Linked DNA regions of Oryctolagus cuniculus: region 1 is linked to region 2. The links are chromatin contacts, called in public Hi-C maps. All regions are on one chromosome and are shown on one strand. Each heading gives the region's core, a stretch centred on a gene start, on an enhancer-like site or on the middle of the called end of the contact. The rest is flanking DNA. Distances are from core to core; before and after follow the strand shown. Region 1 overlaps CCAR2 (cell cycle and apoptosis regulator 2). Region 2 overlaps SLC39A14 (solute carrier family 39 member 14).

Region 1 (6,628 bases), core at 1,565-4,064, 190 kb after region 2:
CCAGCGATGACCACGACTCCAAGAAACGCAAACAGCGGGCTGGTGGAGAGCCTTGGGGTGCTAAGAAACCAAGGCATGACCTGCCTCCCTACCGGGTCCACCTCACTCCCTACACAGTGGACAGGTGAGTGGCAGAGCTGGGGGCGGGGCCCGAGCTTGGGCTGCTAACGGTTCTTGTGTCAGGGAGGCCCAGCCCATGCCTGTGAGTTCTGACAGCCCTTTGTAAAAAGGCACAAGAGCAGTGGAAGCCTGTTCTACATACTGTTCGGTGCTTTGCTGCTTTGCCTACTAGAGCTTAGAGTTTGTCCCACGGTAACGTTAGATCAAGTTCATTGTTTCCGGTTTGCATCTAGTCATCCTGCATCCTGTTGTAACCGTTGTCCCTGTGTGCGCAAGTGCAGAGCACCTCACTGAGACCAGGGCCCGTCTCACGCTCCTCCAGGAGCCCAGCCTGCGTCCCTGTGGACAGCTGCCGCCACGTGCCTTCAGACGTTTTCATCTTTGTCAGTCTAACGGGTGAAGCCTGATACTCTGATTCGCTTTAACTATAAATAAGATGGAGCCTGTTTTCATGGGCTTTTAAGTCTTACATTCTTGTTGCTGTTGGCGTCAGTTTTCCCAGTTTTGGCTTAGGCTTTTGGACTTCTGGTTATGGACTTTGTACGTTCTTATAAATCCAGACGGCAGTTTCTGCCGTGTACTGTCCGTCCCCCGCCCCTGCCCGGTTTGACTTGCTTTGACCTGATCTGAGACGAGATCTGATCAGCGTTGGTCTTTTGAGGTGCCCTCGGCAGTTCTGGGACAGATCGGCTTGCCCGTCCCTTCTCCGACGCGCGGGCCCCGAGTGTGGAACCCTTGTGTCTTGCAGCCCCAGCTGCGACTTCCTAGAACTCCAGCGCCGGTACCGCAGCCTCCTGGTGCCGTCCGACTTCCTGTGCGTGCACCTGAGCTGGCTGGCGGCTTTCCCTCTGAGCCAGCCCTTCCCCCTCCACCACCCGAGCCGGATCCAGGTCTCTGCAGAGGCGGCGGCAGCTCCGGAGCCGGCTGCGGAGCCCAGCCCTGCCGACAGCGCCGCCGCCTACAGCTCCAAGGTAGATGGACCGCGCCCGCCCCTCTGCCCCATCGCTGGGGGCTGGGGAAGGTGCTGAGTCTCCTGCGTGCCGCCCCCACCCAGGTCCTGCTGCTCTCCTCCCCGGGCTTAGAGGAACTGTACCGCTGCTGCCTGCAATTTGTGGATGACATGGCTGAGCCAAGGGAGACGCCGGAACATCCTCTGAAGCAGATTAAGGTGGGAGCTGGAGTGTGAAATTGACTGATGACGTCTAGCGCCTGCCAGGCTCTCGGCAGCTGGCAGCTCAGGTCTGGTCCGTAACCTGGAGAACCCAGGCTCCTACCCAGGGGGACAGCTCCCCTCAGGGTTGTCCTCCCTTGTGAGAGCAGAGCGCCCCCTTGTGTGGAGGACTCGTCACTACTGCCTGTGCCTTCACTCCTGGGTGGTGCGGTGAGGGAGAGCCAGGGAAGTGGGCCTGTGTCTCCCATCCCTCCTCTCTTTTTGTAGTTCTTGCTGGGCCGGAAAGAAGAAGAGGCAGTGCTGGTGGGGGGTGAGTGGTCTCCCTCCCTGGACGGCCTCGACCCCCAGGCCGACCCGCAGGTGCTGGTGCGCACGGCCATCCGCTGTGCACAGGCCCAGACTGGCATCGACTTGAGCACCTGCACCAAGTGGTGAGTGGCCTTGCCTGAGCCCGAGCCCGAGGGCGGGGCCTGCGCTCTCCCATGCCTGCCTGCCTCCCTCCCCTGCAGCTGCCGCACAGGTGCAGGGCTGGGGCCTAAGCCCGACCAGGGCTGTGTGCGCTCTGGCCCCAGCCAGTGTCCCGGGCTGGCTGCCACCTCTGGCTCCCCGCTGTTTGAGGGCTAGGTCGGTGTCTCTCACGGCAGCACGCGGATTGTGCTGTTGTGAGCTGGCCCGGGAGGGTGGCAGCTGCTTGTGTGTAAGGCGAGGACGGCCTCTCTCCTGTCGCCGGGAGCAGGTGGCGCTTTGCCGAGTTCCAGTACCTGCAGCCGGGCCCGCCTCGGCGGCTGCACACGGTGGTGGTGTACCTGCCAGACGTCTGGAGCATCATGCCCACGCTGGAGGAGTGGGAGGCCCAGTGCCAGCAGAGAGCTGCAGAGGCAGCCGCCGCGCCCCAGCAGGCGTCAGGGGTGAGGCTGCGCCTCGGGGGGAGCCGGGGCGGGAGGGGCCCTGAGCCCGCGCCCCTGAGCCTCACGTCCTGGCTGGTGTTGCAGGAAGCAGAGCCTGCTGAACAGGCCCCCGCCGCGGCGGAGCAGGCAGCAGACCCTCCCGAGGCCGGCACCCAGCAGGACGCGGACGCCGACCTCCCGGAAGCCCCCCCACCCCCTCTGGAGCCTGCGGTCACCGCACGTCCCGGCTGTGTGAACCTGTCGCTCCAGGGCATTGTGGAGGACCGGAGGCCCAAAGAAAGGGTCTCCTTTGAGGCAGGTGTCGGGCCTGGGGAGTCGGGGGTGGTGCGCGGGGGAGCACTCACTCCAGCCCCTGCCGCCTCGCCCCCAGGTGATGGTGTTGGCCGAGCTGTTCCTGGAGATGCTGCAGCGGGACTTCGGCTACAGGATTTACAAGATGCTGCTGAGCCTTCCGGAGAAGGCCGCGTCCCCCCCGGACCCCGAGAAGGAGGAGGCGGCCAAGGACGAAGCGGCCAAAGAGGCGGCGGCCAAGGAGTCGAAGGAGGAGGTGCAGAGCGAGGGTGCGGCTGCCGAGTCCGACGCCCCCCTGGTGAGTGCCCTCACCTGGGCCGGGCACCGCTGCCAGCACTCCCCGCTCCTGGGAAACCTGGCGCAGGTGCAGGCGCAGGCCTAGGGAGGCCAGGCCCGCGCCAGCTCAGCGTGCCTGAGAGAACAGAGGGGCATCTGCCTCCGGGAGGGCGCCCGACCCGGGCTCGGGCCTGGTTAGCACTGGGGTGGGAGGAGAGGGCGGCATTTCGAATGCCTGAGAGTTATTTTCCTTGTTAAGGGTGTTTTTTAAAAGCTTTTCTAAAACCCAACTCTCCTCCTCGCTCGAGTACCTGCCCAGTAAATGTGGTTTCTCCTGGGACTGGGACTACGGCCAGGTGGCTGGCGAGTGCCCTGGGGGCCCCGGTCTCGGGCATTGAGGCGGCGCCGGCACGGTGGCACTGAGCTCTCGCAGCCGCCGCCGCCTCACCCCCGGCCGCGTCCGCAGAAGGAAGACGGGCTGCTGCCCAAGCCGCCCCCTGCCGGTGGGGAGGAGGAGGAGAAGCCGCGGGCGGAGGCGGCCGAGGACCTGTGCGAGATGGCCCTGGACCCCGAGCTGCTGCTGCTCCGGGATGAAGGCGAGGAGGAGTTCGGTGAGGCCGGCGGCGGGCGGCGGGTGCGGGCTCCGGGACCCCGGGGTGCCCCCTGCCCCGGGTGAGCTGAGGCTTTGTGTAGCAGGAGCGAAGCTGGAGGACGCCGAGGTGCGCTCCGTCGCCTCCAACCAGTCGGAGGTGGAGTTCTCCTCGCTCCAGGACATGGTGAGGCCTCTCCCGCTCTGTCCACTGGGGGGTGCTCCCAGGAACTTGCTCTCCCGAGGCGCGTGGCAAGAGCTGTGGTTCTTGGCCCACGGTGGGCGCCAGGGTACAGGAAGAAGGGCACTGAGGCCCAGCGTTTCCCAGCTACCCCACGGGCACAGTACCGCAGTTGTAGGTGAGCACCGAGTCAGCCGCCCGGAGGACGGTTCATGAGCCTCGCTCACCGGTTTCCTTCGCAGCCCAAGGAGCTGGACCCTTCCGCGGTGCTCCCCTTGGACTGCCTCCTTGCTTTCGTCTTCTTCGATGCCAACTGGTGTGGCTACCTGCACCGGCGGGACTTGGAGAGGATCCTGCTCACCCTGGGGATCCGGCTCAGCGCAGAGCAGGTAGGAGGCAGAGCCGGAGGTCTTCCAGCTGCTGGCTCACGCCCTGGATGCCTGGAACTCCAGCGGGGTCTCCCGTGGGGGTGGCAGGGACCTCTGCTGCCGCCTCTCAGGCGCCGGGTACGTCAGCAGGGAGCTGGGTCAGAAGGCCAGGCGGGACTCTGACGGGGGGTGGGGGGCGTAGCCCGCCCGCGCAGGGCCGCTCCTGATCAGCGGTGTCTGCTCCCCGTGTGTTGCAGGCCCAGCAGCTGGTCAGCAGGGCGGTGACCCAGCACATCTGCCAGTACCGCAGCCTGCAGTACAGCCGCCAGGAGGGCGTGGACGGCGGGGCCTGCGAGGAGCTGCTCTGCGGTACGTCGTGCTGCCCGCGGGCCGCCGCCGCCTCCCGAGACCCGGCCTCACGTCCTCTTCCCACCTCCACCCCCACCCCAGGAAACCTGGACCTGCTGCCGCCTCCTGGGAAGGGCGCGGAGGCCGGCGCCGCCCCCGCGGAGCACGAAGGCCTGGTGCCCCACAATGGCAGCCTCATCAACGTGGGCAGCCTGCTGCAGCGCGCCGAGCAGCAGGACAGCGGGCGGCTCTACCTGGAGAACAAGATCCACACGCTGGAGCTGAAGCTGGGTGAGTGGCCGGGCCTCGGGGCCCCGTGCGCGGTCCGGGGCCCGACTGAGCGGCGGTCTCTGTCGCGTTCCTGCCCTTAGAGGAGAGCCATAGCCGCTTCTCAGCCGCCGAAGTGACCAACAAGACGCTGGCGGCTGAGATGCAGGAGCTGCGAGGCCGGCTGGCCGAGGCCGAGGAGACGGCGCGGACGGCCGAGCGGCAGCGGGCCCAGCTTCAGCGGCTGCTGCAGGACTTCCGCCGGCGCCTCACGCCCCTGCAGCTCGAGGTGCAGCGCATGGTGGAGAAGGTGAGGCGCTGGGCTCAGGAGCCCCCGGAGACAGCGGGTCGGCGGCCCCGGCCACCACGCCTGCCCCTCCGCTGCTCCCCGTCTCCCGCAGGCTGACGGCTGGGTCGAGAGGGAGGAGCCGGCGCCCAGCAACTGAGACTGGCGCAGCTGCGACGCTGGGAGGCCAGCGTGGAGCCCGGTGGCGTCAGAGCCCTGTTGGTACGGGAGCGCAGCCGCGGCAGGCCCCGGGAGCCCGAGGAGCGGCGGCTGACCCTGCCCCTGGGCTCAGCCGCTGCGGGGGACGGCGGCCATCAGCACGGGGGCCTGGGCGACGTGGAATGGATGTGAGAGGAACCCAGTTCCCGTTACAGCTAAATACAACATCTTCTGCACCCCCTAGAATGTCATTTTGCCCCCAAACCTTGGAATTCTCCTGGGGCCTTGGTAGTCTTGTGCTTTCTCTCCTGCCCTCTCCGGTTTAGCTCAGGCAGGGGAGGTGCAGGCTGGAGTCTGTGACGAGGTCTGAGCAGCAGAGGCGGGGCCCGGCGGGCGGCTGAGCAGCCCCCCGTGGCCGTGGCGTGACGCCTGTGGGTTCCAGGTGCAGGCTCCCGGGGGCAGGGGCTCCCGCGGCCGTCAGGGACGGAGCCTGTGCAGAGAGCTCTCGGTGCGGGGCTGCGGGGGCCAGGCAGCCACCCCAGGAGGAACCAGCACCCCTCCCGGCTCCTGTGTTCAGAATGTGGTATTGGCTCCGGCCCAGCCCTTGCCCCCGTAATTCTCACCCCTTTCCATAATCCGTGGTTTCTGTTTGACTTTGTATATAAAGTTGGTTTTTTTTTTTTTTTGGCTTTTTGTTTTTTAAATAAACCAAAGTCAAAAACAAAGCAAGCGCGTCAGCTGTAGCTCTCCCCTACTCCAGGCTTGCCCGTGTGCCCTCCCCGGCCTCACCTTAATTTACAAGCACAAAACGATGTGGCTATTTCATTGGAAACTTTACTTGAAAAAATAGAATTCCAGATATTCCGGTGAGACACCAACCTCCTGCTCTCGTGTGGAGGCCTGGGCTGGATGGAACGCTGCTGGGGGAGTCACAGGAGGCCGAATGCCAGCCCTTAGGGGCTCACCTCTGTAGTGCTCGGGCGCCCAGGGGGCCGTCAGGACCCGCGGAGCGCAGTGGCGAGGGGCCGGGCGCACCCCACGGTGGGCAGGTCTTCGGAGGTAGATGGCCCTGCCGTGCGAGCAGGGCTGAGGCTGGCTCCTGCCCAAGGCCAGGACAAACTGGACGGTTCAGGACGTGACACCCCCAGGGTTTTCCTACGCAGCTTACCTGGGCCTGGGGGGTGGCAGCCAGCTTGGGGCTCAAGGGAGCCAAGACCGCAGGTCGAGGGGCTGCCTCTCCCTGGCCCGCCAGGTGCCGCACGGCTGCCGGACAGGACAGCGCAAGCAGAGCGATGGACACGTCCCAGGAGGCCCCGCTCAGTCGTCGGCCACGATCGAGAGGGCTCGGAGCTCGCTCAGTTTGGCCTCGTTCTCCTGCTCCCGCTGCTCGTCCGAGTGGCCTGGCTGGTCAAGCTGTCGGGCGAGGTCTCCGAAGATTTTATGCATTTCTGAGTAGTACACGACCTGGGGGAGGCCAGGGCCGGGCGGTGAGGGGGCCCGCAGGCAGCAGCTGGGGAGGCCGAGGGGCGGCGGGTGTGGACGGAGGCTGTGCTGCTGCCTCTCACAACCTTTATGGAGGAGCCCTGTCGGCCACTCCCCCAATGGCTGAGGGCCATGCTGGCCTCAGTTTCCCCTCCCGACAGAGCGACAGCACGCACTTTGAT
Region 2 (7,287 bases), core at 2,275-4,774:
CGGCCCCTTTCTTAGAGGCGCCCACACTTGCAACCCAGGGGCTCGCGTGGGTGACTGGCCGGAGGCCCCAGTCTGTTCTGGCTCCCTCAGTCCTGAAAAGCAGCATCTCCTTTGTTTTCTCTCACTGGACAACAAGCCCCGGGACCCCAACTACTCTTGGGCGCGAGTGGGGAAGCCGCGGGGGCGACTTCCTCGGAGTGGCTCGGTTCTGATCCACCAGCTGTGATGGACGTGGGTGACCGCTCACAACTCTGCTAGATTTGAGAACACGCTGAAGAAAAACCTTTGGTGACCAAGATTCTTGGGTCAAAATCAAAACCAACTTCTCCTAGGGTTTTGGTCCACTTTTTTTAACCAAAGAACCAACTCCTCGCGTGTCGGCATCTTTAACGTTTTTGTGTTGTGATCATTATTATTGTTTTAATGCAGTTTCATCTGTGCTTCTTAAACTGCTCTCGGGAGCCGGCAGAAGGTAACACTTGAAACCTAAGACTCTGGGAGATCTTGCTTTACTTAATTCACGTTGATGTGTCAAGTGTGTAGCCTTAGCATTCCCTGTAAGCCCTGTCATTCATTCCACAAAACCATCCCGAGGTAAAGGTAGTGGTTTGTCGTTTAGGAGCTAAAGAGTCTCATCGTTAGCAAAGAGAGAAGCAAGCTTTGGACTAGAACAGTGCTTTCCCTGTGTATGTGCACCTGCAGCGACCCAAGAACCTGCCCTCACAGGCAAAGGCTCCTTGTTGGCACCGTAATTGGTGTAGAGGCCAGACCCAAAGTCAAGTTCAAGCTTAGGACCGGCTGGGACGCCAGGTCGTCTGCTTGTTGAGTTGCCATTGGCAGTGGATTGGCCCTGTGAGAGATGTGGCAGTTCGGCTTTCGTGCGTTGAACTTGGCCGTGTCGGGCATTTGTACACAGGAGACTTCCACGGGGTAATGGGTAGTTTGGAGGACTGTCCATACCCCTGACGTTAGCATCTTCAGCCTTTTTTTTTTCCTAGACAGACCAGCTCCTAAGTCCTCTTCCGAGGAGGTGATAATATGCCAGAAATCTGCTTTACAGGAAATGAAGTCTGAGTTTTGCAGAGAGAGGTTAGGTTTTTATTGTTATATTCCCTTCACAGTCCTGCAGTTCCACCACAGTATTTTTTTAAATAACTCAGGTGTTATGAGAAGAAATTAGAAGAGAAAATAACTTATATGGACTGTAAATGTTTTATTTGTAAGGTTCTATAAATAAAGCTATATTCTGTAATTGTTGACAATCCCATGTGTGGTCTTTTGTGGTAACCCTGTGGGTGTAATGAAGGTTACTGAACACAGGGGGGCGATGGTGCCTCACTGGTTTGCAAACTTTTTTTTTTTTTTTTTTTTTTTTTTAACCAGATCTAGCCTCCTTTTTGATTATGGGCTTTTGGGAGGGAACTTACAGGTGAAATATGCTCACTTCAGAAAAGTTTAGTTTCTGTCTAATGGAACATGTGACTTCATCGATATTGTATGATAAAATAATCATGCATTCTGGATTTCTTTTTTTTTGAAAGATTCATTTCTTTCAAAGACGGAGGAGTTAGAAAGATCTTCCATCGGCTGGTTCACTCCCCCAAACGGCCACAATGGCTGAGGCTGGAGTGTCATCTTTGTCTCCCACGTGAGTGTGGGGGCCAAGCACTTGTGACGTCTTCCACTGCTTTCCCAGGCTCATTAGCAGGGAGCTGGGTGGGAAGTGGAGCAGCCGGGACAGGAACCAGCGCCCATATGGGATGCCAGCACTGCAGGTCACAATGTAACCACTTTGTCCCAGCACTGGCCCCATGCTGGGTATTTAATTAATGGGTGTGGTTGTCCATGTGGTAGTTGTTGTTGTTTTTTTTTTTTTTTTTTTTGGAGGGGGGGTTGTTTTATTGAGAGGCAGAGAAAGTCTTCCTTCTGCCGGTTCACCCGGCAGGTTCGCGAGCACTTGAGCCATCGGCTGCTGCCTCCCTGGGTGTACATCAGGAGTGGAGGCAGACCTGGAACCCGTGCACTCCAGTGCGGGATGCGGGCGTGCCCAGCAGACTAACCCGTGGCCGATTCCTGCCACAAAAGAGAGAGCTTTCTGTCACCCATTTTCTCTTGTATAAGTCCATGTTTTGAAACTTGCAGTGTTGGTTTAGATTCTTTAAACGACATCTGTATGTCTTACAGGGGGGGGTCCTTGTCACCTCTCAAAAGACTTCAAATTCTACACTTTAGTTCCATGTTCTGGCCTCTGTTGTTTATGTTCAATAATAGAAATAAGCAGTAAGGGGTTGCAGTGCTGGGACACAGTGGGTTCAGCCCCTGTCTGCCTGGACGGCATCCCATATGGGCACCGGTTCAAGTCCCGGCTGCTCCACTTCCGATCCAGCTTCCTGTTAATGTGCCTAGGAAAAGCAGGGGAAGATGGCCCAAGTCCCTGGGGCCCTACACTCGCGTAGGAGACGTGGATGGAGTTCCAGGCTCCTGGCTTCTGCCTGGCCCAGCCCTGGTCATTGTGGCCATTTAGGGGGGTGAACCAGTGGATGGAAGATCTTCTCCCTCCCCCACATCTGCCTTTCAAATAAATTAATCTTTAAAAAGAAAAAGTAAACGAAAAATAATTGGTTCAGAGATTCCACAGTGCCTCCCTGTATTTTTGTTGTTGTTTTAAGATTTTATTTATTTGAGAGAATTACAGACAGTGAGAGGGAGAGACAGAAAGGTCTTCCACCCACTGGTTCACTCCCCAGTGGCCACAATGGCCAGAGCTGAGCCAGGAGCATCTTCCAGGTCTCCCATGCCGGTGCAGGGGCCCAAGCGCATGGGCCATCTTCTGCTTTCCTAGGCCATAGCTGAGAGCTGGATCAGGAGAGGAGCAGCCGGGACTCGAACCAGTGCCCATAAGGAATGTTGGCACTGCAGGTGGGGGATTAACCCACTATGCCACAGCGCTGGCCCCGCCTCCCTGTATCCAGGGCTCGTGCGGGTGTCTTGATTGGCATCACCTTGCAGTAGGCTATTCCCTCTTCGCTTCTGGCCGCTCCTTTCCTGCCACCTCCCCGCCGCCTTCCCAGGCTGATGCAGTGGCTGCGGACTCCGGCTTATAGGACTTGCATTGCAATTTTGCTATTGGCTTTTACACCACATTCCTTCTGGCTGGAGACACTACCTGGCTTCCTGCTGGGGATCTCAGTACCCACTGGCCGCGGCGTGGATGAACCGGAGGACCAGATGCGGTGTTGCGAATGACCCCTCCCCGTTGGCTGCAGTGCCCACAGTGTCTTCCTGTCATTGATGGTGGTTTTCCTTATGCCTGTTCCCCGGTCCACCTTTATTTAGAAACCTGAGTTTGAGAGGTGAATTTATGACCCACAGAGAACAGAGCTAAGCAAAGTAAACAGGCCATTAAGAAGCTTAAAACCTTGACCTCAGCCATCTCCTTGGAAGACTAAAGCGGCTAAGCCACGTCGGGCATTTTTGGCGTGGAAGGTGGAACACGCTGACATCCAAACGGCGCCGTGCCGATGGGTCAATGCTGTCCCCCCTGTTGCTTCTGCCTGTTCCTGGTGACCGTCAGATCTGAGTGGAGGGAAACCCAGTTCCCGATGTGATGAGACACAGTCGACAGCCAGAGCTTTCTCTCGCAGCTTCTGCACGCTTCCTGGGTGTGAAGCACCTGCCTCTTCAGATGGAGGGCAGACCCACATCCCCTTCTTTCTCCCGGAATAGACTGAATTCACATTCTTCTCAGGATAGATGACTCTTTTTTTAAATCATAGAAAAAAAAGCCAGTGTTTGGCAGAGAGCCAAAGGTTCTTAGGCGCCAGCCAAGAGGTGCTAGCCAAGGGCCAGTTTTCTTTCTGAAAACACAACCCCTTCTTGCTGTGTCCTTGCTGTGTCCCCGTAATGTTTGACCCTGGCTTTGGGTGGGGTTCCCAGGTCGTAGCATCTGTTATAGTTAAGGAGTAACCCGGAAGCACGCCAGCCTTGGCAATCATAAGCCAAGAAGCGGTTCTTTCGCCACCGGGCGCTGGGTGTTTTTCCTGTGCTTGTGTTTTGCTGGTAGGCCTGTGGACTGTTGAGGTTGCCAAGAATAAATTTAGACGCCAATCTACCCAGCCATCAGCAAATTCCCGGGGGAGGATCCCTAACCAGAAACCTCTGGGGGAAGCCATTCTGAACGACATTCCCTCAACCTTGTGGGTTTTAAGACAAAAAACAACCGATTCAATGAAGGCAATACTTTTGTTTTTGTTTTGCTTTGCTTAAAATAAAAGATAAGGTCTTTAATTATAGATGCTGGTGAGGAAGATAAAAAGTCTCTTTGATCTTGAGAATCCTCCCAGAGTAGACTTTGTTAGCTGTCTGTTCCTGGTAACTTCTAAAGGTTCAGGGAAACAGGCTGTTTTGAAGCCGTTGCCTGCTTGTATCCCAGAGACGTGACCTTGAGAAGAAATATGTGTTGAAGGCACACAGTTTAAGCATGGTAGTAATTCTCCAATTAATGCCAGGCTTTTTGTTTTGTTTTGTTTCTCCCTCTTGAAACTGGGTGAACAGGAGACAGAGCTGCTGGGATTTAGATTCTTTTGTCTCTTTTCTGGGAAAGCTGATTTTTGGAAAACATTAGACTGCACCGATTCCTTTCTGTAGAGGGTTTGATTACAATTCTAAAAAGGGTAAATGAGATCCAAACAGGAGAGACCTCCGCGCATCTTCATTTGGCTCTAAGGGGTATTTTATTCCTGCACATCTGTCCTCCTAATTATGTTCTACATGAACTTGTTTAAAATCTAAAGCTGTTGGAGCTGGCACTGTGGCATAGTAAGCTAAGCCTCTGCCTACATCCCAGTGGGCACCCAGTTCAAGTCCCAGCTGCTCCACTTCTGATCCAGGTTCCTGCAATGGCCTGGGAAAACAGTGGAAGGAAGATGGCCAAAGTGCTTGGACCCCTGCACTCAAGTGGGTGACCCAGAGGAGGCTCCTGGCTTCAAACTGGCCCCGCTCCAGCTGTTGCAGCCCTTTGGGGAGTGAATCAACAAATGGAAGATCTCTCTCTGTCTCTCCCTCTCTCTCTAACTCTGGCTCTCAAATAAATGAATAAATCTTTAAAAAAAAAAGAGGTATTTATTTCTGCACATCTGTTTTCCTAATTACACTTTACATTAACTTTGTTTGAGGCTGTGGGGCCAGCACTGTGGCGTAGCAGGTTAAGCCTCTGCCTGCAGTGCCGGCGTTCCATATGGGCACCAGCTCAAGTCTCGGCTGTTCCACTTCTGATCCAGGTCCCTGAAAATGCGCCTGGGAAAGCAGCGGAAAGTGATCCAAGTCCTTGGGTCCCTGCACCCTGGTGGGAGACCCAGAAGAAGCTCCTGGCTCCTGGCTTCAGCCTGGCTCAGCTGTTGTGGCCATTTGGGGAGCAAACAAGTGGATGGAGGATTTCTCTTTCCCTCTCTGTCTCTCTCCTTCTCTCTCCATATTTCTGCCTTTCAAATAAGTAACTTTTTAAAAATAAATAAAACCTCAGGCTGTGTGGAAAGACCGCCTTAATCTAGCTGCTACTAGTGTTTTTTTCACTGGAAACCTTACACAGCCTTGGTAGCTAGCTTCCGTGAGGAGGCCCTTGGAAAGCACCTAGGTTTGATGACTTGGGAAGCGGTGATGAGCAAGGACCAGTACAGACCCGCTTCCCCAGAGCTGGCCCCTCTGTCTTCAGCAGAAAGAGCACAGGAATTTTTCTTTCTTTCTTTCTTTCTTTTTTTCCAAAGCCAGGAGCCAGAAACTTCATCCAGGTTTCCCACGTGGGTGCAGGGGCCCAAGCATCCGAGCCATTTTCTGCTGCTTTCCCAAGCCCCTTAGGAGGGAGCTGGATTGGAAGTGGAGCAGCTGGGACTCGAACCGGCGCCCATATGGGATGCTGGCATAGCAGGCGGTGGCCTTACCCCACTACACCATAGCGCTGGCCCCAGTGATGTAACAAGACACAGAGCTTAGGTGTTTCAGGAATGACAGGACATGACGGTGCACAAGACAGACACAGAAGTGCTACCGGGACATTAGCAGGGTAGCGAGGCAGAGGAGGGCGGAGGGTGTGCTTTGAGCTACAGTGGGCAGGAAGTGACGGGCTGAGGAGCCACAGCTTTGCAGCCAGCTAGGAGCCTGCCCCCAATCAGAACCAGCGAATGCAAGCGTCCTGGGAGAGAAGAGCGTGGGCTGTTTGAGGTCACACAGAGCCAATCTGTGTGGGGAAGAGTTCTGAGGTGAGCCTTTGAGAGCCTCTAAGCAGGGGGATGACCAATCAGTTTTATGCTTTCAACTTCAGAAAGATCGGCTATGTGGAGACAGTGGCCTGTAGGGGGCGCAAGTTGACAAGGATACTGCGTGCAGGCCAAGGGTTCCGGAATGTGTATGGGTCCAGGCAGCGGGATGCATGCTGGGACGCCTTCCCTGTGTGGCCTCACCTGTGGAATGCAGGAGCCCAGGTGTGAACAGCTATCAAATTCTATTCCAGACGATAGTATATAATGTTGTCACTGCCACCCTTCTCCTGCTTTGTAACGATGCAAACAGCAGCAACAGTGATGCCAGCCAGTGTTGGCTCCCAGCACCTATCACAGTTCTCAGTATTCAGTTCTCCTAGGAAGACCACAGGATAACGCTGATAAGGAGTTTGTACGCAGCCCCCCAAATGGTCTGAATATCTACCTTTGAATATATATTTCCCAGACAACAGTATTTATTACTTACAACTACATAGAGATTATTATATCAGGCTATCACTGGTAGGATGTTGCTTTGGGCTGTTTTTCCAATTAGGAAAAGTCTAGGGCCCAGCGCTGTGGTGTAGTAGGTTAAGCCTCCACCTGCGGCGCTGGCATCCCATATGGGCACCGGTTCGAGTCCCAGCTGCTCCACCTCTGATCCAGCTCCCTGCTGATGGCCTGGGAAAGCAGTAGATGATGGCCTAAATGCTCGGGCCCCTGCACCTGTGTGGGAGACCCAGAAGAAGTTCCTGGCTCCTGGCTTTGGATAGGCACAGCTCTGGCTGTTGCAGCTATTCTGGGATTGAACCAGCGGATGGGAGAACTAACTCTCTCTCTCTCTGTCAAATCAGTCAACCTTATTTTCTGTACCAAGGTTGTTTAATAACAATTACACACACTTGTAAGAAGATAACAATATAGTACAAGGAGTCTTCAAAAAGTTCACAAAAATGTTTTTATGAAAAAGCTATGCATGGGCTTCAAAAATGTTTGCATCAAAATAAACGTTATCTTTTAATTCCATTTTTCC

Evidence for each region. Hi-C and Micro-C count contacts between places; a contact is called where the count stands out from the background.
Region 1: a contact with region 2 is called in a Hi-C map of skin fibroblasts, with 4 times the contacts expected there. The contact joins two enhancer-like sites. A contact is called at or near these places in 3 of 6 Hi-C or Micro-C datasets (embryonic fibroblasts, psoas muscle and skin fibroblasts).

Annotation. Positions count from the first base shown.
Region 1 is chr8:710,202-716,829 of mOryCun1.1, reverse strand. It overlaps CCAR2 (cell cycle and apoptosis regulator 2), which reads left to right. Exons shown (of 21, transcript XM_051836735.2): 8 at 5-124; 9 at 869-1,091; 10 at 1,175-1,288; 11 at 1,559-1,722; 12 at 2,028-2,199; 13 at 2,284-2,493; 14 at 2,570-2,788; 15 at 3,233-3,377; 16 at 3,460-3,542; 17 at 3,779-3,925; 18 at 4,162-4,273; 19 at 4,355-4,543; 20 at 4,624-4,829; 21 at 4,921-5,689. The coding sequence ends at 4,965. It overlaps BIN3 (bridging integrator 3), which reads right to left. Exons shown (of 9, transcript XM_008249867.4): 9 at 5,779-6,428. The coding sequence ends at 6,282. Among named protein-coding and RNA genes, the nearest start is that of CCAR2, 11 kb to the left of the region's middle. Within about 2 kb of position 2,814, at least 1 of the 8 cell types and tissues checked has an H3K27ac peak or open chromatin away from gene starts, as enhancers often do.
Region 2 is chr8:897,353-904,639 of mOryCun1.1, reverse strand. SLC39A14 (solute carrier family 39 member 14) reads left to right here. Exons shown (of 9, transcript XM_051836781.2): 9 at 1-1,252. Among named protein-coding and RNA genes, the nearest start is that of PPP3CC, 9.4 kb to the right of the region's middle. Within about 2 kb of position 3,524, at least 2 of the 8 cell types and tissues checked have an H3K27ac peak or open chromatin away from gene starts, as enhancers often do.